Linked DNA regions of Mus musculus: region 2 is linked to region 1. The links are chromatin contacts, called in public HiChIP or PLAC-seq maps. All regions are on one chromosome and are shown on one strand. Each heading gives the region's core, a stretch centred on a gene start, on an enhancer-like site or on the middle of the called end of the contact. The rest is flanking DNA. Distances are from core to core; before and after follow the strand shown. Region 1 has its middle 62 kb from the start of Gm22911. Region 2 overlaps Lama4 (laminin, alpha 4).

Region 1 (7,148 bases), core at 2,408-4,907:
TCCTCTGGCCTCTCGTGTTGACAAGTCTCACCTTCTCCCCAAGAAACAAGGCCTTAGCTAAGGGTGATAACACATGCTTTTGATCTCAGTACTCAGGAACCTGAAGGAGGACACTTGATGTAAGTTTGAAGCTAGTCTGAACTACATACTAAATACCAGCCTAGCCTAGGCTACATGGGAAGACTCTTTCCAGAAAATTAAATACCAAATTCTATGTTGTTACAAGAAATTCACTTTAAATACAAAGACAGGTAGATTCCAGGAGAGGGGGAGTCATGCTCTCCAGTGGTACCCACCCATCAATCCATCAGACTCCAGTGGTCAATAATCTACCCATGAGCCCACAAGACTCTAGTGGCCAGTTCCAAATCCATGACCATAGAGAACGCTCTACTTAAACTTAGTGGGTCATAAAGTAAAACAAAAGAAGAAACAGAAGGAAGGAAAGGAATTTGTAGGGAAAGGGGAAATTAACAGGAATAAGAGAGAGACAGAAAAAGGTGGGTAACAGTAATCAGAACGATATCATATATATAACTAAGATTGTCAAAGAATGAATTTAGGTAATAAAAATGTTAAAGGTACAAAAATGTACACAGTAGATCAAATGAAAGGTCCAATAAAGATATACCAGGTCACTATTATCTGTATCACACTTCAATCTTCAATTATTTACAAAACACTGCAATAAAATGAATGGACTTTCCATATACATAACCAAGGTTCTAATTTATACTTTCTCATTATTGAACATTACATTGGTAGAAATTAAGATCTATTTATTTATCTTTATCTATTTGAGTGTGCGAATGCGTCATGAGTATGTGGTGTGTGCACATGTATGTGTGACAGAACATGCACCTGTGTCCAAAGTGTCAGGTACTCACCCTTCCCTATCACTCTCTACATATCCTTTTGAGACTCTCCCTTTCAGCTAGAAGCCAGCCACTACCACTGATCCCAGGGTCTCTACCTTCCTAGAATCTAAATCTACAGGCATACACTGGACTCTTGCCTTGCCACCTGGGTGCTATTAGAATCTGAACTATTTGGAACTATACCACCAATCAAAGAAAACACATGGTGGAACTTGTGACTCTAGCTATATATGTAGCAGAGGATGGCATAGTCGGTCATCAATGGGAGGAGAGGCCCTTGGTCATGTGAAGGCTCCAGGCCCCAGTATAGGGGAATATCAGGACCAGGAATGGGAGTGGGTGGGTTGGAGAGCACGGGAAGGGAGATAGGGGATTTTCTGAGGAGAAACTAGGAAAGGAGATAACATTTGAAATGTAAATAAAGAAAATATCTAATAGAAAAAAAGAATCTGAACTATTGTCTCATGTCTGAATAGTTAGCACTCTCAACCCCTCCTCTATCTTTCCAGCACCCATTAACAGACTCTAATACTCAGTTTCCATCAACTATAAAATGGATGTAAATATATGTCTTGTACATCTCATTGTAATAGTACTGAAAGATTATATTAATTGGCTATATGCACTTTTCCCAAAGCACAAATTATATGTATTTGAATTTTAAAAAATTAAAGCAGGCAGGTTTACTGTTCTCTTGAGTTTGAAGAAATAATGCTAAAACACTCATCAAACTGTCTAAAGTACATATCCAATAAATTACTAATTAAATAAGTAATAATTGTAATGACTTGATACAAATAGTTAAAAATTTAAGCTAAAATTTTAATCTGATTATAGGGCTTAAAAAGTTAACATACCCTACTGTTTCATTCACTTATAGGAAACTTACAATAAGAATATGACCCAGGATATGCCTTTATACATTCTTTAGCAACTTAATATCATTTACTAAACAACTGAAGAAGGGCTTTTCATTTCAATGCAAGGTTCTCTTTTATATTAAGGGAGCTGTTTCTCCCCATGGCCCTGTTTTGAGTGGAGGAGGAGCAAAAGATCCTTAGAGATAAGAATCAAATGACCTTCTTTAAGGGTCATTTGGAATTGGAGGCCAATGTAACAGTTCTTGCTGATGGATTTCTACACAGTTACTGGCGACTAACAGTCTATGGTAAATAGAATCTAGGGAAACACAAACCTGGGTCTGTCTGCCAATTCATTATAAGAGGTGTGTGGCCTGAACCTCTGACCTTTGTGGTGAAGGTCCCCTCTTTGTCCCGTTTTCTCTGTAGCACTATGGTGGCCACTGGCTTTGCTTTCTTTCTCCCATCCTGTCCCAACTCACCCCTGCTCCAACATCAAATCATACTTATTTTGTTTTCCACATCTGGTCTTTGCTCAGTTGATAATACTTCCTGGCAGGATGAACCATGGAAGGAAAATAAACACCATGTGTTGCTGGGACTACAAGTGATGCTCTCTTTCTCTGATGTCCCAAAGCTTGTTTCTCTTACAGAGCTGCCCCTAAGAGCACCATGAAAACACCGCCATGATGAGTTTGCTAAAGTTGCATACACAAGCACATAGGTAAACCAAATAATGTAACACATTAAAGTCAAGACTCAAGATGAAGGGAAATGTTCGGTCGATGAGTATCTGCTAGGAAAAACCAAACTTAACACCAAGGAGAGCAAACCCAATGTTTTCTGAATTCCTTGCTGCCTTTGAGTGTCAGAAGCTGGAGGATTGCAGTTTAGTGATCCCTCATGTCTGCAAACTCAGTTATCAGCTAAATTGGGTAAACATTATACCAACATACAAATATGTACATGTGTACATGTGCCGTGTGCTCAGTTCATAACACTTTGAGGAGCTTAATCATAAAATCTGAAAAATTCCTATTTATGATCTTCCTAAAAGAATTAACAAAAGTTCTTCTGGGTATTTAAACATATGTGTAAGGTTGGTTTTAATTTTACAATGTATCCTTTTACTTTAAGCAAACAAATAGTAGTAGTAGTAGTAGTAGTCGTAGTAGTAGTAGTAGTAGTAGTAGTAGTAGTAGTAGTAGTAGTAGTAGTAGTAGTAAATGATTGGCCTCATGGAGGTTATACTGATTTTTTTAAAGTTTATAATATAATTGTTAGGCTAGACAATACCATTCCTTTTCTGTATCTCCTCTCAAAACTCTAGAAATGAGTTCACAGTTGTGAATGTGGAAAAAAATTGTGTACTGCTTCCACAAGTGCTAACTGTGAGCTGGGAGAAAATTAGTCCATTTGCAGGCATTGGAAAACCAGGGAATCATTCCATTGTCAAGACAAGAACCAGCAGCTGCTTTGGATTCCATGTATTTCAAGGACAAATCATTCATTGACTCCTTTGACACCCAAAGTATGCCAATAATTCAATGTATTAGTTGGATGCAAATTTCATACAATAAGGTATGGAAAGCAAACTGTAATTGGGAGTGCTTGTGTGAATGGAGCTCTGTCCTTTGACAGAGCCCATTGTTGAACAGCAGCCTGAACCCCCGACCCTTTACTTTGCAAGGATACAATAGCCTTTGATATGAGGTGGTGGGAAAAAGACTTAGACACTCATTTCACATTCAGTTGCAATTCATCAGTTTGGCGGGGACTTTTAGCAGCTTTAATGACCACAGCAATTGATGGTTAAATCAATTTGTGCCGGTGACAGCATGGCTGGCCTCTAGACTGTAACAATCCAGGATTGCGCCAGGCAGAAAAGACTCTGTTATTCAGATGTGCGCGGTTCCTACTCTGCTCAGAGAGAGAACAATGAGAGAGTCTCTGGCTCAGGCAAGCTGGAAAACGTTCACATTCACTCCACTGCCTGCGCAATGTTGTGGCTTCTCTGTAAGGAGGTGCAGCGCATTTCATTCCCGTAAGTATTGTTGCGAGTAAAAATATACAGACGACAAAGATTTCTAACGTTTAACTATATCCTGAGAGATAGTAACAAACCAGAAAGAATTTAACCTTTGATTCCTTGATCGAACTGGGTGGTCCTACTCCTGCCACCACTGCGCACCCCTCCTCCACTTCCCCTCAAAAAAATTAGAAAAGGGAAAGAGAAAAGCAGCAGCAGAGATTACGATAGAGGAGGCTTATGTTTAGGAGGGAAAGGTGAGAAAACAACCCCACAGTATTTTGTGTAAAAAAGGAGGGAATATTGCTCCCTCTTCTGTTGATCAGAGGTATTTTTTTCCTAGTAATGATTTAAAAATACATGTTTACTGTGAAAATATGTAAATGTCAGCATAGTTCACTGAGTTGAACTGACCTGTTCAAGTTTCTTAAAATAAAAAGGCAAAGTAAGTATTTTTTTTTTAAGCTAAACCTACGTTTAACATTTAGGAATTCTGCAGGCATAACTGGCAATTTTTAAATGGGGAGAAGGATAAAATATCATCACAACAACATTAATTTTGGTTTAGTTTCATCAGTGAATTGCGTCATTAAATATAGGAATCAAGAATTAAACCATAAGCAAGACTTTTAAATTCTACAGAAAATGTGCAGCCTAAAACATACCTGTAAGATTAAGCAATGTGAAGCCAACATATTATTTGTATATCTGAATACTAATTAATGTCTGGCATAACGTAAGATACACAGATGACTGTAACAAACATGCAACTAAAGCTAATTAAAGGAAAGTTTCTTGTTTTTAAACATGTGTTAATGCTGCATTTATTAAACAAAATTTTTTAAGTAAAAAAAAAATAGTATACAAAAAGTATTAAATTCTACTCTGGACTGGATAAAATTGACTGTAAGGGTGGACTCTGACCCTGAGTTGCCTTTTATGTCCTATTAAGAATTAGACCAAATGATACAATTTTATTTTAGAGCTATGGTGGAGAAAAAAGAAAAGAAACCATGTCCAGAATATAAGCAGATCCATGGGAAATGGATGGCCCCGACTCGAAGCTATGGTGTTGTGGGAAAAAATGTAAACAAGGTTTTCGAACAGATTTGTCTAAACATTGAAAGAATATTGAGTCTGTACAGAGGAGGTCTTGGCACTGAGTCCAGAGCTGTGCTTGGTAACTGGGGAGGGTAGAGAAAAGGAGGAGAGTTTCCATGGCAACACTGGTGCTGAGCATAAATGGAACAGGCATGCATCTTCCCAAGGGAGGACTGGAGGGTGGAAAGTGGAAACGAGGGGTAAGGGCGGTAGGGCCCCCATGAAGATACTTTATGCTGAATAAGTGTTTTGTGTAACTGTGTGGCATGCTGGACATCACTGTGTGCATTCTGAGAGATATGAGACCTCTTAAAAACACTGCTGCCATGATCCAAGACAGTTCTAGGTGGAAATAAATGTTGTCTTACCATTTCTAGAGTGAACACAAATACACTGAACCCATCTTGCTTCTGATTTTGTTATGTCCCTTCAAAGTAGAATGAGAGGTGACATGAGTAAAGCTTTTTACAGATTATTTTTCTTTATTCTTGAGAGTCGTATGGAAATAACCCTATTTCCTTCTCTTAGCTGCAAAGGCAGGAAGATATGATTTCTCATTATTTTGAATGTGAAACTATGATTCACAACTTTGACACTGTTTCACCTTTCACAAGAAAGCATCCTCGTTCAAGGAACAAGATAAAATGAAAGTGAACATCATTTACCTGACTAGATTATCATTATTAATAATTTTATCTCATTGTAAATGCTTCAGTGTCAAGATTAAATTAGGATGGCATCAAGAAGAGGTGATAAGTTGCAGGCTAAACGCTATGGCATACTATGAAGTCAGCTTATGACCATACTTTCATTAGAAGTGAGATTGTGGCACCAACTTGCAGAGAGCACAATGCCACAGTACCATACAGGCTTTAATGTGTGTGAGCTACATTTGTGCCCAACACATTAAAAGCTCTGAGCTGTGACGTATGATATTTATGTCTATGAACTTTGTGAGAATGGTAGTCTCCATAAGAGAGCCTATGTACATATATCAGATGCTCAAGGCAGGTTTATTAACTTCCCAGAGAATCAGATAGATCATCTTCTGATCAAAACTATGAGAGCACATAAATGCACCAAAGTGGACATTTATTTACTATCATCAATATAGTATCCAACATGCATAGTTGTCTTACTTAATGCTCACAGATTTCTCAGTATGTCACAATGTGGTTCTCATCTTACAAGTAAGAGTGGAGAGACCCTCAAAGTTTAAATTATGTTAAATTTATATCTCTGAAGAAGCTGGAATTCCAGCCCAGTCCTACCTAACTCATTTATCTTATGACCCTTCAAGTTTCTCATATTTCTCTATACCAAAGAGTACTTTGATATAAAAAAGACTACCTTGTCCTCATCAGAAAAACTGAAGTACAGAGAATTCATTCACTATAATAACTCTGCTCTTTAGTCCTTCAAATCTCAAAAAATACATCTCAGTTCCCATTGCGCCTGAGATTTCAGAAGCCAGTGAAAGCCAGGAACTAGAATACAAAGTTGAACTAACTATCCAAGTGCAAAACCAAGATTTTGACATATGACAAATGGTTCCTGGCAATTGTGAGCAGAATAACAATGAATATTAATGGGCAAGTTTCTCTTCAGTCAGATGTATAGTCCTTGATACAAGCTTAGGGGTAGGATATAGCTGAATGATGTGGTAAATATATTTCTGGCTTTTCTCAGAATCTCTGCACTGATTTCCATAGTGGTTACACCAGTTTATGCTATCACCAGTAATGCATAAATGTTTCCTTTTCTATATGTCTATGCCAACATACTGTTACTTGGTTTTGTAATTTGTTTGTTTAGTGTTAAAATTATACATTCTAACTGGAGCTATTCACACTTGTCACACTGGGGCCATTCAATGTGGTTTTAATTTGCTCTTCTTGATGGATAATGATTGATGAGTGGTTGGTTTTTATTGTTGCTGTTCTTGTTTGTTTTTGTAAAATAAGATTTATTTATTTATTTATTTATTTATTTATTTAATGAGTATGAAAGGTTTTCCTGGATATATGTCTGTGCACACAGTGCCTGAGGAGGGCAGAAGATGGCATCAGATCAACTGGAGTGATGGGATTGTGTCTTAGGGTTTCATTGCTGTGAAGAGACACCGCAACCAAGGCAACTCTTATAATTAAAGCTTGATTACAGTTTAGCAGTTTTAGTCCATTGTTAGTATGATGAGAAGCATGGCATCCTACAGGAAAACATGGCACTGTAGGAGTCAAGAGTTCTGCATCTTGATCAGCATGTATCAAGGAAAGAACT
Region 2 (6,672 bases), core at 1,145-3,644, 470 kb after region 1:
ACATTGAGAAAGAGTGGTTCCTTAAAAAAACAAAAGAACTCTAAATGTGGGGACATAATGCCTATAATCTTAGCAAGCCGAGGCAGAATAATGAATTATGAGTTCAAGACCAGCTTTGACTGTATAGGGACACACAACGTCAAAAAGAATATGCAAATAAATAACAGAATAAATTTTTAGAAGTCTGATCATATTAATAAAATGGGAGAATTGATATGAATTCCAGGTGGGCATCTACAAATATCCACTATATTTTCTATGTAGGGAAGATTTTTTTTAAATAATGAAATGTCTATGAATGCTAAGAAATTTAACATGTTTAACACCTTTCAGATGTGCTCCTGGTTACTATGGAAACCCCTTACTCATTGGAAGCACCTGTAAGAAATGTGACTGCAGTGGAAATTCGGATCCCAACCTGATCTTTGAAGACTGTGATGAAATCACTGGCCAGTGCAGGAACTGCTTACGAAATACCACCGGATTCAAGTGTGAACGCTGTGCACCTGGTTACTATGGAGACGCCAGGACAGCCAAGAACTGTGCAGGTACAGACCCCAAGTCCCGCGACCAGCTGCTTGGCCAGCATAGCTCTCCACCAGGACTGACTTAGGTGAAGAATTTCTGTTGAGGAAATATTGCCAGTGTCCTCCTGACATTTATCTAGAGCAATATACATCAACATTTACCCCAGTTACACTTCTCATCGAGGCTACCAATGAACCTTAGCTCGTGGGTGGATATTCACAAGAGACATCAGCGGAGTGATTTCTGTCTTATTCTATTCACATTGGTGATTTTGATTGAAGGGAAAGTGGTAGCTGGTGTGGCTCAAGTGAATTATTTTTGTACTGGAAGCTGTCTCCTCTCTCACTTATGCTTAATAAAATTAACATTCCATTTGAGTAAATTTGCAAAGCATGAGCACGCATGGCCCCCCTAGATTTCCTCAGATTGTCAGTCAGTATCTCTCTGAGAGTGTAAGAAATCTAATGGGTTAGACTTCAGTTCGATTGCAGTGTGCACTTCTCCCGTACATTTGCTGCATGGACTGAAGCTCTTCAGAAGGGAAGTTAAACTGCTTTCGTTCCAGCGGGGCTGAAGCTGAGTGCTTCCCCCTGGTTGGCTATTAGGAAGGGCAGGGGAGAAGGGGGCCTGGTGCACTTACAGCCTGCATTCTGGAAAACCCCTGTTGAAAGAATCACTTGAAAGACTGACAAAGGGAAGAGTTTAAAATTAAGGAGAATGCACTTGTGACCTGGGCACAATGAAAATAAGCATACCTGCGGAAAAGAAACACTTCCAGAGCCACAAGGAAGACTGTCCAGTCAATCAGACGTGGGGTCGGGGGCCTTAGAAGTGCTGTCAGAAAAAATAAAGCCTTAGAAATTGGTGCCATTATTCTCAAAGCAGTACCAAGCCTGTATTTAAATAACAACGATGCAGGTCGATCCTAGATGACACCGTGTGGGAAGCCATAGAGCACAAGCTTGCAGCGGGGTCTAATAAGTCTGCATTGTGTGGAGCACTGCATAGCTGACGTGTAATAAGTGATGTGCCCCTTGGAGCTAATCTGCTATGATCATTCTGTTAGGGCAACTCACAGTTCTATTGCAACTTATGACCAGCTTAGGATAGCTTAGGAATTCTTCTTAAAATGTTATAAATTTACTTCCACACAAAAACTCAGAGGGGATTGGGAGTGTAACTCAGTGGTAAACCATATGCTTGGTTCAGTCCCCACCCTTGCCAGCTCCCCACCCTGGGGGGGGGGGGGGGGGAACTAGCAAAAAATGAAAAGCCAGATAAGATTGAATTTTGTTTTTATAAAGGCATTACAGAAAGCCATCAGTAGGTGAAAGCCTTTTAAATTCATGTAAATTTGTTTCCAATTCTTTCCCTGAATTATGCCTAGCATCCACTCCCCAGATACCTCTCTTTTGGAGTTTGGAGTCATTCTTGCCAGGGGTCAAAACTTAGGAGGCAAGCATTGCTCCTGGGCCTCCTCACTGTCCCGTTCTGGGGCTCTTCCCTCACAGCTGGCAGGGACCTCGCTGCTGTGGAGACTCTGTGAGGGAAGGAGAATGCTGAGCTCTGTGGCCTTTGTTTCCTTGTGAAATTTCCTGGGCCTTTTGGGACTGAGGCATCTGTTGCGTTAGGATAGCATCCTAAAGAGTTGGGAAAAGAATCCTAGGAAAGCGAGATTCAGTTTTGCTTCCAGTCCTATTTTTAACATCTCTTACCTGCATTGAACTGGTTAAAGGATGTTATCACAGACTCCATACCCTTCAGGATAAATATAATTAATCCCCATCGCAGGATTGCACACCAGTAGCCAGCATTTCTGGAAACCATGGAAACACCGTCTTGTTTTAGGCATGAGAAGATGGCTCCTTACTCTGTGTTTCTGTCTCCCATAGTGTGCAACTGTGGGGGCGGCCCGTGTGACAGTGTAACCGGAGAGTGCTTGGAAGAAGGATTTGAAGTCCCTACAGGCAAGAACTGCCCAACTATAAGGAAAAGTAGCAGAACCTTAATGACTAACCAATTTCTCTAATATGCTAACAGGTGTTGCAACCCATTTGTAGTTTTTTTTTTTTTTAAATCGAAAATGTGGAAGAAAAGAACTGATTCCCACAAGATACCCTCTGACATCCACACTCACATTTGCGCACACACACACACACATCACAATAAGTAGTAAATGTATGAGTGTGATATCACTTTCCCTGAAAGGGTTTCACTCCCACCCCTGGTTTAGCAGCTGGTATTTGCTCCAGGGTAACGGACCTTGTGCAAAGGTCCCTGGTGGCCTCCATCTCAGTCAGCAGTGAGGCAGTTTTTGCGGACCTCACTCTGAGACTTTAGACATCTTACTTACCTAGTCTTCACACTCAGCTCTCAGGACAGAGCCCTGTCTACGTTGGCTGACTGGTGCTACCCGGGCAGCTGTAGAAACTGAAAAGCCAGGAGACTTAAGCAGCTCTTCCCGACACACCCAAATGTGAAGACTGACCAGAAGTAAACTGACAAGGAGTTACAAAGTAGAGCTGCCTTCTCTTTTGCTTAAATTGCTCTGTCACTCAAGAGCAACGAAAATTTTTTGTCTCAAAGAGTATTTGAACATCATGCATCCCTTCCTCCAAGGAAAAGTATATCGGTCCCAAAAAAGTCCTTGTGGGTAGAAGATTATAAAACTGCCAGTTTATCATCTCTTAGAAGATGCCCGAGATGTGAGACACAGCAGGGAAAAGCCTGCAGTTATCAACTACAGCATCCTGGACTAGCTCCACTTAAAGGCGGCCAGATGCCTACATAGCCTTAAACATTTTTCTTCAGCAGCCTGAAGTGTAGTCTGGGGACTCATTTTCTAAGGGAGCTTAAAGGTAGTGCTATGTTAATAACAAATTAACAAATGAGCATGCATTAACCCTTTAGTGTCTGACAACTCTGCAGGAAATAGCAGAGCCTGTGGGAAGGAGTTTGGGAATCGGCAAGGTGCAGAGAGGCCAGGATGGGGCTCAAGGCTTGGTGTGTGTTCTTTTTAATTATGTCCATGGAGGGCAGCTGGGTTCCGGGTGGGGCTCACAGTGTGAAAGGTGAGGAGAGAGAAGCTGGGGCTTGTCTCTTGAGCCTGTCCAGGTTTAGTTTCAGCTTTAGCTCCTACCTCAGAGACCAAGTCATGACATTAGCCAACAAGTGTACCCTACAGTCCTGCTCTGAGGACTTGTTCATCTAGACACAGGGTCGTGGTGGGGGGCATGGAGAGGAGCCAGGCCCTCCCTGGGGGAGGCAAAGGCAGGTGCAGCATTCCTGGACTGACTGAGAGAAGCTGATGAGAAAAGAATGATGCTTGGCCCCCAGCCTGCTCTACCAGCTGCCACCAAGCAAAGACAGGAAGCTGACAGGATCAGAATCTGGGGGGTAAGGGGACCATGAATAATAGGAAAAGTGGTAAGGGCTTCTTCTCCACCTATCCTATAATAGTCCTTTCTGTTAACAATTAGTGTTCTTATTAACCTGCTGTCTCAATGTCTGGTTCTCATTATGTTAAGTGGGACTCCTGCCCGATGTATGGCTTGGTTTGGTAAAGACAGGTTCTATGTGGCCGTATCAATTTCTTGGGAAATAAAAATAAACATGGTACTAACCAAGGGGGTCTATATTAAAGCCATATGAATCCAGGCTGCCTTTTGGCTCTGCAGAAATGACATTCCTATTTCATCTCCAGGCTGTGATAAGTGCGTCTGGGACTTGACCGATGACCTGCGATTAGCAGCGCTCTCCATCGAAGAGAGCAAATCCGGGCTGCTGAGCGTGTCCTCTGGCGCTGCGGCGCATAGACACGTGACCGACATGAACTCTACCATCCACCTCCTCAGAGTATGTTGAATGTTGCTCTTTTTGTCTGCTCTTTTCACTGCAGTTCCACAGGCTCCCTCTTAGCAACCTCTAGGACCTGTTGGCATCTGAGTTCCATGGTTATATTATAGATTGTGTAGGTTCAACATAGATAATACCCAGTTACACAGAGAGTTAAGAAAAGTTCACGATAATCATGAGCTAATGCCTCAATCAAAAGCAGTAGACTTATGTAAGAGAGTCTGTGAAAAACGAAATGACTAAAAGATTAATATCTACACGAGAAACTTTTATTTTCTAAGCTGTGTCTTTATTATTCAAGTGCAAGTCTGCCCGGTATACCTTAGTTCAGTTTGCAGGGTTTAGGGGAGTTTTTCCTCCCTGCTTCCAATTTGTCCTTCTTACACTTGTTCTCTCTTGTTTTTCCAGTCTCTCAATCTCTTTGTGAAACACACACACATACACACACATCCTCAAACTCACAAACATATACATAAATGTGTTTGTTCTCATACCTCTACAGAGCAAAGTAGTAAAAGGCAGGCAATGGAAAAAATAAAAATAAATAGATAAAAATAAAATAAAAAACCTCACCCATCTAAGCTTTAAAAGGCTTTCCTTTCATAATGGACCTCCATCACAACTAATGGATGTTTTTATAAACAACAGTGTTCAGTGAAAAGTCATCAGATATAATACCAGCACACCCATTTATTTTCTTAGTCAAGCTAACATAATGGTTAAGATTGTTTTGCTCACACCCCAGCTCTGCCCATTGCTCCATGAGCTCAGGAAAGTTAATCTCTGCTTCTCAGTGTCCTCATATAGGCATGAGGAAGGTACCAAGGGAGCTAGGATATGTAGAACCATTAAAACAGTACGTGGCATAAGTGTTTATTACTCTTTGGAGGTTCAAATAATATCCACAATTGACTGAAAATGTGTAGAGCAGACTAAAATAGTATCCCAAACTGTAGTGCTGTGCAGGATCTTAGTGAGCACTCAGAACTGTTTTGCCAAACTCCCCTGCCTAGACACATAAGAGCATTAATTCTCAAAGACTTGCCTGGACCCAGGGCAGTAAATATACCACCCTTTCTATAAGGCACACCTAAGGGACTTAATCCAAAGTGGCCCCAGGACAGCAACATTTCTACCAAGCCTCCAAAAAATGCAAAAGAGGGGGGGAGCAATGGCCCAAAATAAAGAGAATTGATCTCTTTATACCCAGAAGAGGAAAATGTGTTTCTAAAATCCATTTTCTTTCATCCTGATTACTTGATAAGTTTCTCTAAGACCCAATCAGATTGAAGTTTGCCGGATTCCCAGGGCCACCTCCATCCTAACTATCGTGTTTTCAACAATAAAAAAAGGATCTCTTTCCCTACAGTCAGCTCGGTGCCTCCCAGAGGTCGCTGAACCATATTAAATGACAGATTTTCAGTTCCCAGAGCTGTATACCCCACCCTTAACAGAATTCTGCAGCAGTCTGTGATCAGTCTATAAAGAACAGAGAACATGAGCTGGAAAAATGGCTTAGTGGTTAAGAACACTGTCTTAGTTAGGGTTTCTATTCCTGCACAAACATCATGACCAAGAAGCAAGTTGGGGAGGAAAGGGTTTATTCAGCTTACACTTCCATACTGCTGTTCATCACCAAAGGAAGTCAGGACTGGAACTCAAGCAGGTCAGGAAGCAGGAGCTGATGCAGAGGCCATGGAGGGATGTTCATTACTGGCTTACTTCCACTGGCTTGCTCAGCCTGCTCTCTTATAGAACCCAAGACTACCAGCCCAGAGATGATCCCACCCACAAGGGGCCTTTCCCCCTTGATCACTAATTGAGGAAATGCCCCACAGCTGGATCTCATGGAGGCATTTCCCCAACTGAAGCTCCTTTCTCTGTGATAACCCCAGCCTTTGTCAAGTTGACACAGAAAACCAGCCAGTACAAAGACTGCAAACACTGACTGCTCTTGCAGAGGACCTGGGTTCAATTCCTAGCACCCACGTGAAGGTTCACAACTGTCTGTAACTCCAGATTCCAGGGAATCTAATGCCCTCTCTGGCCTCTTAGACATTGCACATACATCGTGCAGACAAAACAACCATACACATACAATAAAATATATTTTAAAAGAAAAGAGTAGAAGTTACAATCTACCTAAATCTCCTATACTGAAAGAGTCATGTACTCGGACTCTGGTGTCTGAGGCTGGGAAGATGGCTCAGCAACTTAATGGTGTTCTTATTGATAACCAGAGTTAAGTTCCTAGCACCCATGCTGAGTGACTTACAATCACCAATAACT

Evidence for each region. HiChIP or PLAC-seq counts read pairs in DNA pulled down with a chosen protein or histone mark.
Region 2: a contact with region 1 is called in an H3K27ac HiChIP or PLAC-seq map of stem cell-derived neural progenitor cells, with 4 times the contacts expected there. The contact joins two enhancer-like sites. A contact is called at or near these places in 1 of 484 Hi-C or Micro-C datasets (ventricular fibroblasts) and 2 of 115 datasets of contacts at active chromatin or transcription factors (embryonic forebrain and stem cell-derived neural progenitor cells).

What each region holds. Positions count from the first base shown.
Region 1 is chr10:38,550,309-38,557,456 of GRCm38.p6, forward strand. No RefSeq gene overlaps it. Among named protein-coding and RNA genes, the nearest start is that of Gm22911, 62 kb to the right of the region's middle. Within about 2 kb of position 3,658, at least 127 of the 459 cell types and tissues checked have an H3K27ac peak or open chromatin away from gene starts, as enhancers often do. A contact at or near this core is called in stem cell-derived neural progenitor cells, where this site is marked.
Region 2 is chr10:39,026,202-39,032,873 of GRCm38.p6, forward strand. It overlaps Lama4 (laminin, alpha 4), which reads left to right. Exons shown (of 38, transcript NM_010681.4): 5 at 334-548; 6 at 2,421-2,495; 7 at 4,232-4,383. Among named protein-coding and RNA genes, the nearest start is that of Lama4, 64 kb to the left of the region's middle. Within about 2 kb of position 2,395, at least 8 of the 459 cell types and tissues checked have an H3K27ac peak or open chromatin away from gene starts, as enhancers often do. A contact at or near this core is called in stem cell-derived neural progenitor cells, where this site is marked.